Linked DNA regions of Rattus norvegicus: regions 1 and 2 are each linked to region 3. Evidence: chromatin contacts called from public Hi-C data. All regions are on one chromosome and are shown on one strand. The core of a region is the stretch at or near the end of the contact, and the rest is flanking DNA. Distances in the headings are between cores, read along the strand shown. Region 1 overlaps Tpi1l2 (triosephosphate isomerase 1 like 2). Region 2 overlaps Lyrm4 (LYR motif containing 4). Region 3 holds the start of Nrn1 (neuritin 1).

The links. Hi-C and Micro-C count contacts between places; a contact is called where the count stands out from the background.
Region 1: a contact with region 3 is called in a Hi-C map of the Rat2 cell line, with 6 times the contacts expected there. The contact joins the enhancer-like site here to the promoter of Nrn1 in region 3. A contact is called at or near these places in 5 of 12 Hi-C or Micro-C datasets (the A7r5 cell line, the Rat2 cell line, Schwann cells and 2 more).
Region 2: a contact with region 3 is called in a Hi-C map of frontal cortex, with 2.6 times the contacts expected there. The contact joins the enhancer-like site here to the promoter of Nrn1 in region 3. A contact is called at or near these places in 2 of 12 Hi-C or Micro-C datasets (frontal cortex and mammary epithelial cells).

The regions. Positions count from the first base shown.
Region 1 is chr17:27,723,677-27,728,023 of GRCr8, reverse strand. The region is part of intron 1 of Tpi1l2 (triosephosphate isomerase 1 like 2); the gene reads left to right. Among named protein-coding and RNA genes, the nearest start is that of Ly86, 33 kb to the right of the region's middle. Within about 2 kb of position 1,318, at least 26 of the 93 cell types and tissues checked have an H3K27ac peak or open chromatin away from gene starts, as enhancers often do.
Region 2 is chr17:29,038,442-29,042,578 of GRCr8, reverse strand. The region is part of intron 2 of Lyrm4 (LYR motif containing 4); the gene reads right to left. Among named protein-coding and RNA genes, the nearest start is that of Ppp1r3g, 43 kb to the left of the region's middle. Within about 2 kb of position 1,623, at least 14 of the 93 cell types and tissues checked have an H3K27ac peak or open chromatin away from gene starts, as enhancers often do.
Region 3 is chr17:28,333,717-28,338,087 of GRCr8, reverse strand. It overlaps Nrn1 (neuritin 1), which reads right to left and starts at 2,662. Exons shown (of 3, transcript NM_053346.2): 1 at 2,421-2,662. The coding sequence starts at 2,475. LOC120097730 (a long non-coding RNA gene) reads left to right here. Exons shown (of 3, transcript XR_010059462.1): 3 at 1-2,422.

The sequences.
Region 1 (4,347 bases), core at 69-2,568, 610 kb after region 3:
TCAGCCAGATCCGAAACTCTGCCTTTAACCACACATAGCTGGGATCTGCCTAGAACACTGCCTTTAAGGCCTTGTTCCCCACCCTCCACCTTCTAGATGTGGGCATTTCAGTCAGGAGCCACTATGCCCTGCTCCACTTTAAGATTAAGGGAATTTTCCTGCTATGATCTCTATTTGTCAGTGTTTATTGAATGACTGTGCTCACAAAAAATAAAAAGAATACATGGTCTCAATGAAATGAAGTCTGCACAGGAAAAAACTAAGGAAAAAGTATAAGGAAATATAGCAAAATTGTAACTCTGGGTGAATATTTTTAATTATTTCACCCAAATTTAGGAATATGTGCATTACCTTTAAAAAAAACCTGTATTTCTAGATCATCTCCATACATAACAGTATGCATAGTATATTTAAGTGTGTGTTTTTAACTTAGTTATGCAAAAACAATCCATGTAATAAAAAGATCTGGTACAGCCCTCCCTCTTTCCCCCACTCCCCTCCCCCCACACCCACTCAGGAACAAAAAGCCCCTCAGTGTTCTTATCTGATAGTGATTTCCCCTGATATATCTGTACCAAATTTTTATAAAAGAAGGGCTTAAGAAAAAAAGACCAGCTTCCGATCTGCGATAGGCCTACTCATGTGTTGGGTAGATCTAGGAACGCACACACCTTGCACCCCTGTGCCTCTGTTCCCCTCCAGAACTCAAAGTTAGACCCCGCCCTCATTCTTCCTCTTCCTGTGCCCAGGTGTTGGACTCCTTTCCTTTCAACTTATCCTTTCCCCACGTCTCTCCCTGCACCCGGGTCTCACTAATACACAGCCCAACTAACCTGGCCCTTGGCCCACATTGGACTGTTTCCTGTCCATTTTGTTAGCCTATCCCGGCAGAGGCCTGCAAGTTCCTGGAGGTCAGGGTGTGAGCATCTTTGTGCTCCTTTTCCAGGCAGAGCCCAGGCAGGTAGGTTGTCTACACATGCTATTAAACTTAAACTAGATAGGCGCTTTTCCTCACCCTGCCTTCTTCCCCACTTGCCCAAGGCTTCGAAATCAAACAAAGCCAAAAGGACCAGGAAACGCCCTGGAGGAGGAGGGGACCTGGGACCCGAGTCTCCTGTCTATCAGTAATTAGAGAGGTGGGGGAGGGGCTGTCCTTGGCACAGACAGGTCCTTAATGGCTGCTGCCCCAGAAACTGCCTTCAGATCGACAGCCAAGGGAATCGCGATGAAAAATTCATCAGCTTCTTTCTTTCCGCGGCCCAGCTGCGCCTAGTGGATGACCTCGGCGGGGGCAAGCCCGCTGTGAGTCACACCGTCTGGCCGCTTCGAGGGGGCCCAGCGCAGGCCAGCAGGGAGCACTGCACCGCTGGGCTGTGTGCATGAACCATGAACACATCCCTATGAGGCATAGACGGGACCACCGAGGTTTGGCTGCTGGGGACCAAAGACAATCCTTCTCCGACCTTTTGGTACAAGCTACTGGGAGCCAGCCAGAGGGTCACTCTGTAAACAGGCGCCTGCGTCCACCTTACCCATGTATTAAAGTATGTACACACTGCCCTACACAAGGCAGGACCTGTTTTCGAAGCAATACCAATTAGGTGGGCACCTGGGATCCCCTGTAATTGTAAAAATTCTAACCCTGACGACTGGTCCTCCTAAGTAGGCCTTACTTTCATGCCACCACCTCCAACCTTTCCTGGCCCCAAGCTCCCTCCTGAAGTTCTGGATGGGGTAGAACTCCAGGAGCCAACGCTACAGAACTGGGGTGGCCAGGGAGGATGACAGGAACCAGAGTTGGGGAAATGCCACTAAGTCGCAGGTTTCTGGAGGCCTCTCCAGCCCCTGCCATCTGGGCACTGCACAGACAGACGCTGCGTGGGTCCCTGGAGCTTGCCACCTCCGCGCCACACTGCCAGCCCTGCCTCTGCGGCTGCAGGAAAGCTCCACGTCCGAGATTGCTGGACTGTGGGTGGGGGGTGGGGAGCGGGAAGCGGGACTAAGCGCGGGAGGGGGTGCGCTCCTGGACTCTGCATTTTAAAGTTGTTTTCTTGCAATCAAACTTTAATAAGCACAAATGTCTGGCCTGCGGACCATACAATGTGGTGAGATGCCATGTTGGCCTCTTTGGAATCCGCAGCGTTTTTTGTGCTGTTCTGCGGGGGAATCAAATGTGGTGATTAGGAAAGTTTTATATTCAGGTCAGGCTTCCCCAGGACTAGAGAATGGGCTAGATCTTAGGCCAACATCGCCATCTGGTGGTAAAATCGAGGGACTCGAGCAGGTGTAGGGAGACCAGAAGGAATGATGTCATGGTCTGCAATGTTTTCTTGAGGGGAGGGATGCTGGCTGGCTACGGAACTAGTATTGCCTGATGCATTATTCCTCGGGTTTTGAGTTTTGCTGTATTCACGAGTGAATCACCAAGTAAGCAAGGGTTCTTCCTAGAACTAATACCTTCTGTTTCGCCCCGTTGCAGAATTAATTGAATTTAAACCTAAAAGAGCCAATGACTTTGACAGCCTTGAAGCAGGACTCCTTATATGATCTAAGTTGGTCACTTGACAGCCCCTCCCGAGGTGTTTCTCCCTCCGGAACTCAACTGCAGAATTATTCGTGTGTTCAGAGTGTGCTTACATTCTTCTAAGTTTCCATTCCTTCAAGCCTGAGGAACAGACTTCACACTACCTCTAAATATAGGGATCCATCCTCAGTAGCATCTCCCTGGCTACCTTAGTCAGTCCTCTTTTCTTTCCTTCACCAGGTCTGGATAGAAAGGCCAGCTCCCAGCTCCTTTGTGCTTCTGTCCTCAGTGTCCCTCTACCCTTTGCCCCTCTAGCCAACATCTGGCTGCAAGCACCTTTCTGCCTTTCCCTGCATCCCACCCAAGTCTAAGAAGAAAAGGTGGCCTGTGGTCGCTGAAGGGGCTGGCTGCACATCTTAAGATTCAGGTGAGTCCGCAATGCAGCTTAATTGTGAGCCAGTGTTGATTCCTGCACTGCAGATCTTCTCGGTTGTCTTCTCCTCTTTGGCTTTTTGTCTGTACAATACTTGGCTATTTCAGAAGCAAACCCTCCCACTTTCCAGACACTCTCGCTTCCTCAGTGTTGGCTCTTCTACCTTAAAGTAGTTGTGTCATCGTCTAGTCTTTTTATTCTCTTTTACTTCTGAGGAGGAGAAAAACAAACAAACCTTTTTATCTTTTCCAAACTCAGTGCATCTGCTTTTACCTGCAATGTAGAACTACTGACTGCAAGTAAACGGGGTGGGGGAGAAGAAGCCCCTAAGAAAATGTACAAAAGAACTTCTCTGAAGAATGAATAAAAATGCTGAATGCATTCACACACACACACACACACACACACACACACACACACACATATATATATGTATATATATATTTGAAAGGGAATAGTCAGAAGATTGAAAAACACAAAAAAATTTAAATGCTAGTAACAAGGAAAGATTGAAAAACAACATTTCACATAAGCTTCCCAGAAAATGCAACAAAAAGGCAAAAAGATGGCCAATTTTTAACCAAGAAAAGAGAAAAACAGTATCAGCTCCACAACTTGAGGAGATCGAGGTAAAATGGTACTGATCAAATGGGGTCCTTTATCTTTTTTTTTTTTTTTAGCCAAAACATTCTTGAAATTTATTCAACAAAAATTGTATTAAAACCATTGAAGACATAACAGAAACTTTGAGTGGTCACTAGAAGACATAGGCCCTGCCCACACACGGGCCTTCTGCTATCTCAAGAGATCACTGACTGCAATGTAGAGTACTCTGCCTTATACAATACCCAGTCCAGGCACAGGAAATTGGTGGGAGCATAGCATCCAGTTGCCCTCTTTAACACATACCTCACGCCTTTGTACAGGAGCAGTGGATGGTGGATAAGCACGCAAAGGGGGAAGGGACTCACCAGACAGCTGGGTCACCATGAGGTTAACAGATTAGGGGATGGTGTTCCAGAGCAGGGGGTAACCTGCCTCTGAACAGTAACAGGAAGGGGAAATGGGGGTCCATGTTGGGAGAGCCAGGAAGTCTTGCGGCAGGCACACCAAAAAACACACCAATGCCTAAGGAGACAGTGCTTGTGGGAGGCCATTCCCTGTGCCCCTCCACTGCTGTTCAAGAGCTTCAAGAGTTCCTAGTCTTAGGCTAGCTGCAGCACACAGGCACTCATTGCTGCCTGTGGCCCTGTGGACAGCATTGTTAGCAGGATCCGTTATATCACTGAGCAGCAATTACTGACACTTGCTTGGAAACGCCCCACCAAAAACCTATGGCAAAAAAAGGTTTAAAATCCTGTTAAGGCCAGAGAGATGGCTTGGTGAGTAG
Region 2 (4,137 bases), core at 374-2,873, 710 kb before region 3:
TATCTGTGAGGTTATCTGTGTGTGCAAGGAGACAACAGTAATGTACAAAACAAGCCTTGTAGACGGTTTTGCCAAGGACAGACTTGTGCCCTAAATGTCCCTCTCCCAGTGTGACTTAAACCTCCACAGAGACCCTAGTGTTAAGCCCCAAAGGCTCTATGACGCTGACCTTACACCCTGACAGCAGAAGTGTACTGCATGGCACTGGAAGTAATGTGACTTCTGCCTGGCCCGTTCTTGGAATTCCAGACCTGGGAAGCTGCCAGGCTACAGGGAGAGCCAGGCTTGTGTGTTGTGGCTGAAATCCTCAGCCTGTCCCTCAGCTGCCAGCCAGCATCAGTTACCTAACAAGTGAACATGAGGACCTGGGACCCAGCTTTCAGGTCTCTGGTCACCATGGAGTAACATGTTGTATTTGTATTCCAAGTCATGTTTGTATTTCTGACTTGCAGAAGTAGAGTGTGATATGAATGAAGATTCTCATTGCAATCCACCATCAGATAGATCATTTATTATACAGCAATGATGTGTACATGAGATCCCTGGGATGAGAGTCTACCTTACACCGTTATTTTAACCTCTACTATTCCTCCATTCCACACTTTCTTCTACTGTTGCTGGAGAAAATGAGAAGCCATGTTTCATTTTTTCTCCTTTAAATTTGAAAAATAACATCCTTTGTATCAAAAGATAGTGTTACATCTCTTTTGTACTACAGTCACACACAGATTTTAAGAGTCATTTTCTGTTTTACAAAGTCTTTATTCACTATAGAGTACCTAGGCATTTGCACCCCCAACCCTCATATGTCAGTCTGCACAGCAAGTGCCATCTTCTAACAGCACCCCTTGGATCCTGCTCTAGCGTGGCTTAACATGGTCTACTCGTTCTAGGGATTATTTTAGGTGTCTCCTGCTCATTATCTCAGGGCCCTGCAGGGAGCTGAGATGCTGCATGTTTCAGAGCAGCAAAGACCAGTGCGCTCCCACTTCATGTACAGGACGGCACTGGGGCGATGCTGGCTCACTTCAGGAGGCTCCAACGACATCTGTTAGTGACTTGCTCAAGTCTCCAGGGGCTCCACTGAAGGGGCCAGACTTGCACTTCTAGAAGACTCTTGGTGGCTGGCTGTCGGTAGGTTTTGCTGTGATGTTCAGGATTCTGATCTCATCGATGTAATTGGTGAGTGTAGGGAGGCGGAGTGTGACAACTGCAGGACCCATTTTAAGATACACCGAGTATATCTTTGCGATGCAGGCCGATGGGGCCTTGGTTTAGATGGCTCAGAAAAAGCACACCGAGAAACAAGGGAGGAAGGAGAAACTGCCTCTGTTGCCATTCTCTGTCTGTCACACTTCTAGAGTGCTAGGATGTCTCTCAGAAATTCTTAAAAAACAAGGCACTTGTACATTTTGGGGGCGGGAGGGGGGAATTTTGCCTCAGAAAATTCTGAATCTCAAAAACTATGCATAAGGTTATGAACTAGTAGAAATTTACCAACATAAAACAAACTTTTGGCCAGCAGATGGCAGTAAAGGACCTTGGAAGTGAGTCCAGCAGTGTGTTAGGAAATGCTGGCAGGTAGCTCTTAACAGCTATTGTATAAGTGATTTATGTATTTGGATTCTGCTCAATGTTATATATGCATTACTGAATAAAACATTCACAGTGTATTTTCTAGCAGCAGCTGAGCTCCAATTCCAAGGTTCTGAGGCCTAATTCCCAAGGCTCAAAGGAGTCCCTGACATCAAATTGCTTTTCTTCCCTGAAGAGCTGCTCCATACCCCAGAAAAAGAAATGCTTAGAGGCGGGGAGAGAGATTTGATGTGACCACATCCTCAGAGCAGCTTACCGAGTACGTGTGAGGAAAAGCAAATGCCTGTCAGGCAGTTTCCTTGAGGCTTAGTCGTCTGGGGCCTCCCCCATGCTGGCTGTCCCCCAATTTCATTCTCAACACACTGTCACACCCTGGCCTTGGGAAAGGCAATGCCTGACTCAGTTTCCACAAGGAAAAGTGGTTATTACTTTTTTTTTTTTTTTTAGACTCATGTCAAATAAACTTCTTCAGATTTTCTCCATCTTTTCCAGAGAACCCCAGCTACCCATAGCAGCAGGAGCTGGGAAATTGCTTCACTGTTCCCAACAACACTGAGTTAGGGCTATGCAAATGCAGAGGCCGGGATCTGGCCAAGTACTGGTGTGGAGCAGTCAGCCTGGTGCCTGGTAAGATGTGATTGTGTGGTGGTCACAAATGCTACAGCAGGCCACAAGCTCAATGGACAGGCTCCCAGAGAAGGAAAAATGTTGTATTTAGAACAAGAGGCAAAAAGTCAGGCTCTCTCTTCTTGCAGGGAGAGAGCATCTATGGATCAGGGGAAGATCAGGTACATCCCTGTGGGAAACACCAACATGCTATTTCAAACATCTGGCTAACTGATAGGCAAGAGTCTTGCATATATACAATGTCTGCACAAAGGAAAGACAATACAGTTATGGCTATCAGTGTTAACATCTGACATTTCCTGTAGGCCAGGTGAACCCCAGCCATTCTTAATGCTTCACTGAAGGGGCTTGTAGGACTGACTGTTCTACACAGTGCGTGCTGTTGGCCTCATTTCGTAGAAGAGGAAACTGAGGACCAGGGATGCCTTCATTTTCTATGGTTAATCCCTAGGAGTCAGAACTGAAATGGGTGAGAACTAAGACCCAGAGTCTTCCTAACTCCTGCCCCTGCTTTTCATCACTGTGACAGGGAGGGTGATAGCTGTGGTATTTCTCAGTGACAGCGAACACTATCTTGTCCACAGAGTTTTTAAAAAAGCTTCATCTACAGGAAAAGCAATAGGTGGGGGAAAAAAAATCACAGGAGAAATGGCTGAGAAGAAGCAGAAAATTCATTTCATACTAACATTCCTCATGCATACTAATAGGCAGTGCTATAGAGCGCCAGAAACTCACCAACGTCTTTAATAAATATTATTTATTAATAATCATAAGAATAAACAGGACTACCTCTGGTCTCATTTATCCCCATGGCTTCACAAATAATGCTCTCATGGTACTGACTGCTTGACCCGAGTTCCTTCTTGACCCCTAGCCCAGCGTGTACATGATCCTACCACCCACCTTTGTTTTCACCATCATCCCTTCTGCCAACTCTCAGAGCTCTTGCAGGTCTTCTACCTGGATATTATGCCTCATTATCAACTCCCTACAATTGCATTTTCCTGGTACAGCAATTTCTCTAACATATACATTTAGTATTATCGCTTTACTGCCTGAAATAGTTTGATTCTCTCTTACTGCATATGGTGTTTCCAACACTGTATTCTGTCCGCCTCTCTGGGCTGGAGCACAGGGTGTCTCACACACTCCTACACCACTGCTTGTTAGTTCCCACCCTCTTCAGTCCTAGAACAAATGCTGGACACTGCTGAGGCTGCCTTGATTATGTCCTGTCCTTAGGATTAGACTTTATTGAGAACACGGCCTGTGCTAGGTATAGTATTTATCACGCCAAAAATCCTCTAAAAGAGATACCGTGCTCTTCATTTTGATCAGTGCAAAGTGAGATGCTGAGGTCTTGTGCAGGGTGACAGAACCAGTAAGGGAGAGGCTGGATTCAAAATCAAGTGCATGCTTCACTCCTGCTTCCAGGCAATTCCTGCTGTATGTGCTGAACACAGGCTCCTGGACCACTTGTGATGGACCCATTCTGGTAGACGATGCTGTTGATGACCTGTTCTAGGCTGTTCTCTTTCTGTTTCCACTCTCCCCTCAAAGCGCTAGAATGTTCAAGTCTCCCATGTGTCCAGGGAAATCTAGTCTCCACATGGCCCTGTGCCATCAGTTTTGACTGATACAGAGTAGTTGCCTAGGGAATGGCTTGTGCACAGTTCTGCAACACAACTGCTAACAAAACTAGTGTAGAGGGCACTAGTGTTGGGACCCATAGAAAATCTTTACTTCCCTTTAGAGGACACAACCATGCTTTTAAAAACTACACATGATACATATGTATTGAAATGTCATACTGTACCCCATAAAAATAATGGCTATGTACTGTAGTGAAGCACTTTCTTCTGGGTTAGACAGAGCTGCTGTGGTGACCTACATACAACTGATTACAGGCATGGC
Region 3 (4,371 bases), core at 1,413-3,912:
GGAAGGGAGCGAGGTTAACTTCCACCTCAGCTGGGACAAACACACAACCTTCCATAGACCTAGACTCTCCTTCACACCGATTTTTAAAAACCCTTGGCACTATAATAAAAGCAGAATTTAAACACTGACACCGTGTCTTATAAATAAATCGTTGTTCTACTGTAGCTCGGTCACGATGAAAGAAATCCTATTTAGCTTCCTCTATAATGTATGTTACCAACATGCCTTTGCAAAAAGAAAACAAAATGCGACCTAGCCTCTCTGGCTGCAGGCTCTTCCTGACTCATTGACCTCCAAAATTCGGTGTCCGATTTGAAAAGAGGGGTTGGGGCTTTCTGGAGGCGGGAAATCTCCCTGTCACTTTATTTTTCCAGGCGTTGCTGGATCAGACCCTGTAGGGCGCATGTGTGTGAGCGTGTGTAAAATACGAATTCGGGAACATTTCTGTGTCTCGCAATTGTGGCTTCTAGAAATCAAGCTTGCACTGGAAAGCCGGAAGCAGTGCGCGGGACAGAGGTTGCAGGCATAAGCCTCTGAGCACATCGGTCGAGTTCCCGGTCCTTTCTGAACCTGGTTTCTGTAACCCCCAGGCAGGCAGCCGACCCGTCTCCTCTACATCCCTATCCAGTGCGGTTTTCATTTGCTCATTCATTTCTTGGATCTCTCTCATTCATTCCAAACTTCCTCATCCTCTACTTCCCCGCCCCTCCCCAACCCCCACGCTTCTTGCCAAATGTCAGTAATTTGGGAGAGCTTCCATCTATGAATTAATAAAGACTGAAGCTCTGATGCAAAAAAAAAAAGGGGGTAGACATTTGGGGGCACATACATTTTAATTCCACTATGAAAATGATGGTCATTTTTCAGGCCGAGGTTAATCAAATGAATCCCTCCTGCAAATCACTGTTTCACTATATTCTATTTTCACCCATTAGGAAACAGAGTCTCTAAACATCCTCCAGGTGAATCCCCTATCTTAAAACACTCGCTTTTTCTTAATCTGTGAACATTGGTCATCTAACTACAAAATGCCATGCTCACTCATTTCCAATACTTAAAGAATTTGCTGCCCTTGGGATCCATGTCCTATGATGGTTGCAGCTCTTTGAACTAATGTCAAAGGCACAAAACCACCAGATACAACGCATTAAGTCATTTCCTAAAATTAAAGGAAAAGCCAACATCCTGCTGCATGCTCCTTGCTTTGCAAGACCCCAGTTTCTGCAAAACAATAAACAAACAATCAAAAAAAATCCCCCAAATCAAATTCTCAAGATTATGTCAAATGCATATGGACCCCGATGGAAAGAATCAGTTTTAATGTTCCAGGAGCCCCAATTCCTCTACATTTCTTATGAAGAAAAAAATGTTAAGCATCCCCGTCTCCTGTCCCACACAAATTCCCTGAAGAGCCCCTGAAATTCTGCAAGGATTTGTCTGTAAAGAATGCTATATCCTGGCACGATAACAGCTTTCTCCATCTCCAGAATAACCACAGGAGAGTTTCTATTTTTTCCTTTTGTCCATTCTATTAATAAACTGCTTTACTTTCACTTTTCAGCTACGTTAATTAATGTTCCAATCCGGTATCAGACAAGCAAATTCACTAGTATTTAAAGCATTTGCATATTGGATGGAAAAAAAATATGAACTTTAAGAAAGCTTCCCAACAGTGTAGCTGAGACTCGACATTCCTTAACATAAAATGGGGGACTAAGTCAATCCATCCACAAACAGCCGCAAACAAAAATGACAAACACACGAAAAGACATATTGCAAACACGGTAAAGCCCTTTCCTGTATAAAAAGACTAGCGATGGTAATATGTAAAATCACAGACACACATGAGCCTGAAAAAGTATATCGGTGCATATTTGGTTGATTTATCCTTCTCAGAGTAGTCTGCGGTGCCGGGAGCAAACGCTGCAGCTCGGATATAGGGGGAGGGGCGGGGGAAGGACAAAGTTCTAAATGCTGCAGTTTGAGGGCAGCCTTGGAATATCTTCGCTTTCTGCATATAAACTTTTCAGCCCTCAGCTGCCTAGGCATCTTATTCTTGCCTTCACGTTCCGACCCCTCAAGATAGTATCTTGCAGTATAACATGGGACAAATGCTACGAGCGCTCAGATCCTGTTTCAACCCCGAAAAGAGAGAAAAAAAAATGGATGTGCGCTTTGGAGAAAAAGGGGAAAACCCCCCTTGGAAAATAGCTGGTCACACACTTCCCTGCAGAAGAAATTTCTTTCTTTAGGAAGACCCAACCAGGACTCCAGAGTCCCCAAGAGCTAATACCCGGATCCCGGGAGTCTGCAGGGTTTTCTGCAACCAGAGGCTGTTGCCGGCCAGCAAAGTCCCCTAAGGCGCCTCTGGGGCAGGCAATCTCCAGCCGCCTACCGAGCCTTACCGGGCGGCCACTTACCTATTTGCACCGCGAGGATCAGTGAAATATATCTGCCGTTCAACTTAAGTCCCATCCTACGTTTAGTCAAACCATTTGCGACCGCAGACCTTTAAATAGTTAGTTTAGAGAACGCGGGGGAAAGCTGAAAAATAGGCATTGCCAACAAGTTCCGGGAGCGACAGAGACTTTATGCACTGGGAAGGCAGAGGGAGGAGAGAAAGAGAGGGAGCGAGGAAGAGACAGAAAGAGAGCGAGAGAGTGAGAGGCTGTGGGGGGGGGGGAGCTGGGAATGGTTCACTCCATTAGGAGGGGGCGGAGGAAGTACAGCCTCACGCCCACGAACAGGCCTGACGTGGGGGATGACACGGATTGATTTTTTTTTTAATATAGACACCTTGGTAGAGAATCACCATTTATAGTCATAAGACTCTGGAATTAATCAGATATCTCCAATTAATGTGCGATCTCAATGAAATCTCGCCTCTCTGGGGTGACCTCTTCTCATCCCGGTGGCCACCCCCGCCTCCTCGTTCCAGGGGCCCCCAGCCCCGCCCCCTCCCTGCGCAGAATCGGGGCTCCCTCTCCTCTCCCCGCCCGGAGCCGGGGAGTCCTAGCGCGCCCACTCGATTGTTCAACCTGCTCCCTCCTTCACTGGCGCCACAACGAACCCAGACACTTCCCACCCTGCAGAGAGGTTTGAGAAGCTTCAGGCCGGAGTGGGAAGAAGGGAGAGACTCATCCGAGCCGAATCACCCCTCTCTCGCCCTCAGCTGTCTGCAGACTTGCCTACCCTCATTTTCTCCAGCCCTGCAGCTGAGCTCTAGGCGCAGCCTTGAGCGCGTGAGCACACAACCCGGTTCCCGGCACACGCACACACTCACAAAAGCGCACGCCCGGGAGCGGAGCCGAGCGCCCCCGAGCTCGCCCGCACACTGCACGCGAGCGCGCGTACACGCCCAGGTCCCGGGGGTTCGTTCTGCACACACAGGGCCCCAGAAATAGACTCCGCGTGCCCTCTTGTGAATCTCACTATTCGCAACGCTCACTCGCCCGAAGGGCCTCTATACAAGGAACAGAGACACCTATTTGGGGGTGGGGGTGTGGAAAGGCAATTGGGCAAGAAGTCTAGGCTAAGGCAAATTTCGGATTCTTGTGATTTACAAACTCTTAGCGCTTTAGGAAATTTTCAAGGCAAGCTGTGGTGTGCAAGCTCCTTTCTGGGAGTCTCCTGGGGTCATTTGTAGGGTCGCACTCAAATGTCCACACACGCACCCACGTCCATCACGAACACACACACACACACACACACACACACACCCAGATCCACACACACCTGCGCTGTTTTTTGAATGACCCAGCACACACTGCAGAAAGAAATATCTCTTCAGCTGTGTTTGTGCAAGGTCCTGTGGTAGGTCATGAAAGATGGAAAAATAATCAGGGCTACTTCTTAAATGAAATTAAGTTTTTCTCCCCCTCCTTTTTCTGCAATGCACCACACCCTCTTCACCAGCCTGAATTCTAGCGACTTTAGTCAAATGTTGAAGGCCTCACTGGCCAGATGTATTACTTAAGACAATGAAGAGATAAGCGAAAAGGAGAAAATAAAAGAACCCTTTATATTTTACAAGACTTCAGGGCCACCACGTAAGGCTATCAAGTTAGTGGCAGAAATGAAAGGGGATTAGGGAGGTGGGGGCTCCGTTTAATTTGCCTTCCGAAGCCCCTGCACTGGGAACCACACACAGCCATCTGTGCACGCGGACTGAGAAAGGGAGAAAAGGGTGCAAAACTGGGGTCAGATGACAGGCGGTGGAGGGAGGAACTGAGGAGGACCTCGGGGGCCTTGCTGCCCCGAGAAGCTGGGAAAGCGCGCACCGAGGGGACCCAAGCCCGAAGCTCTGCAGAACCGCAGAACCCGAGGCTGGCCGCCTGGTCTGTAGGGGCGGAGCCACATCTCAGCCCCGGT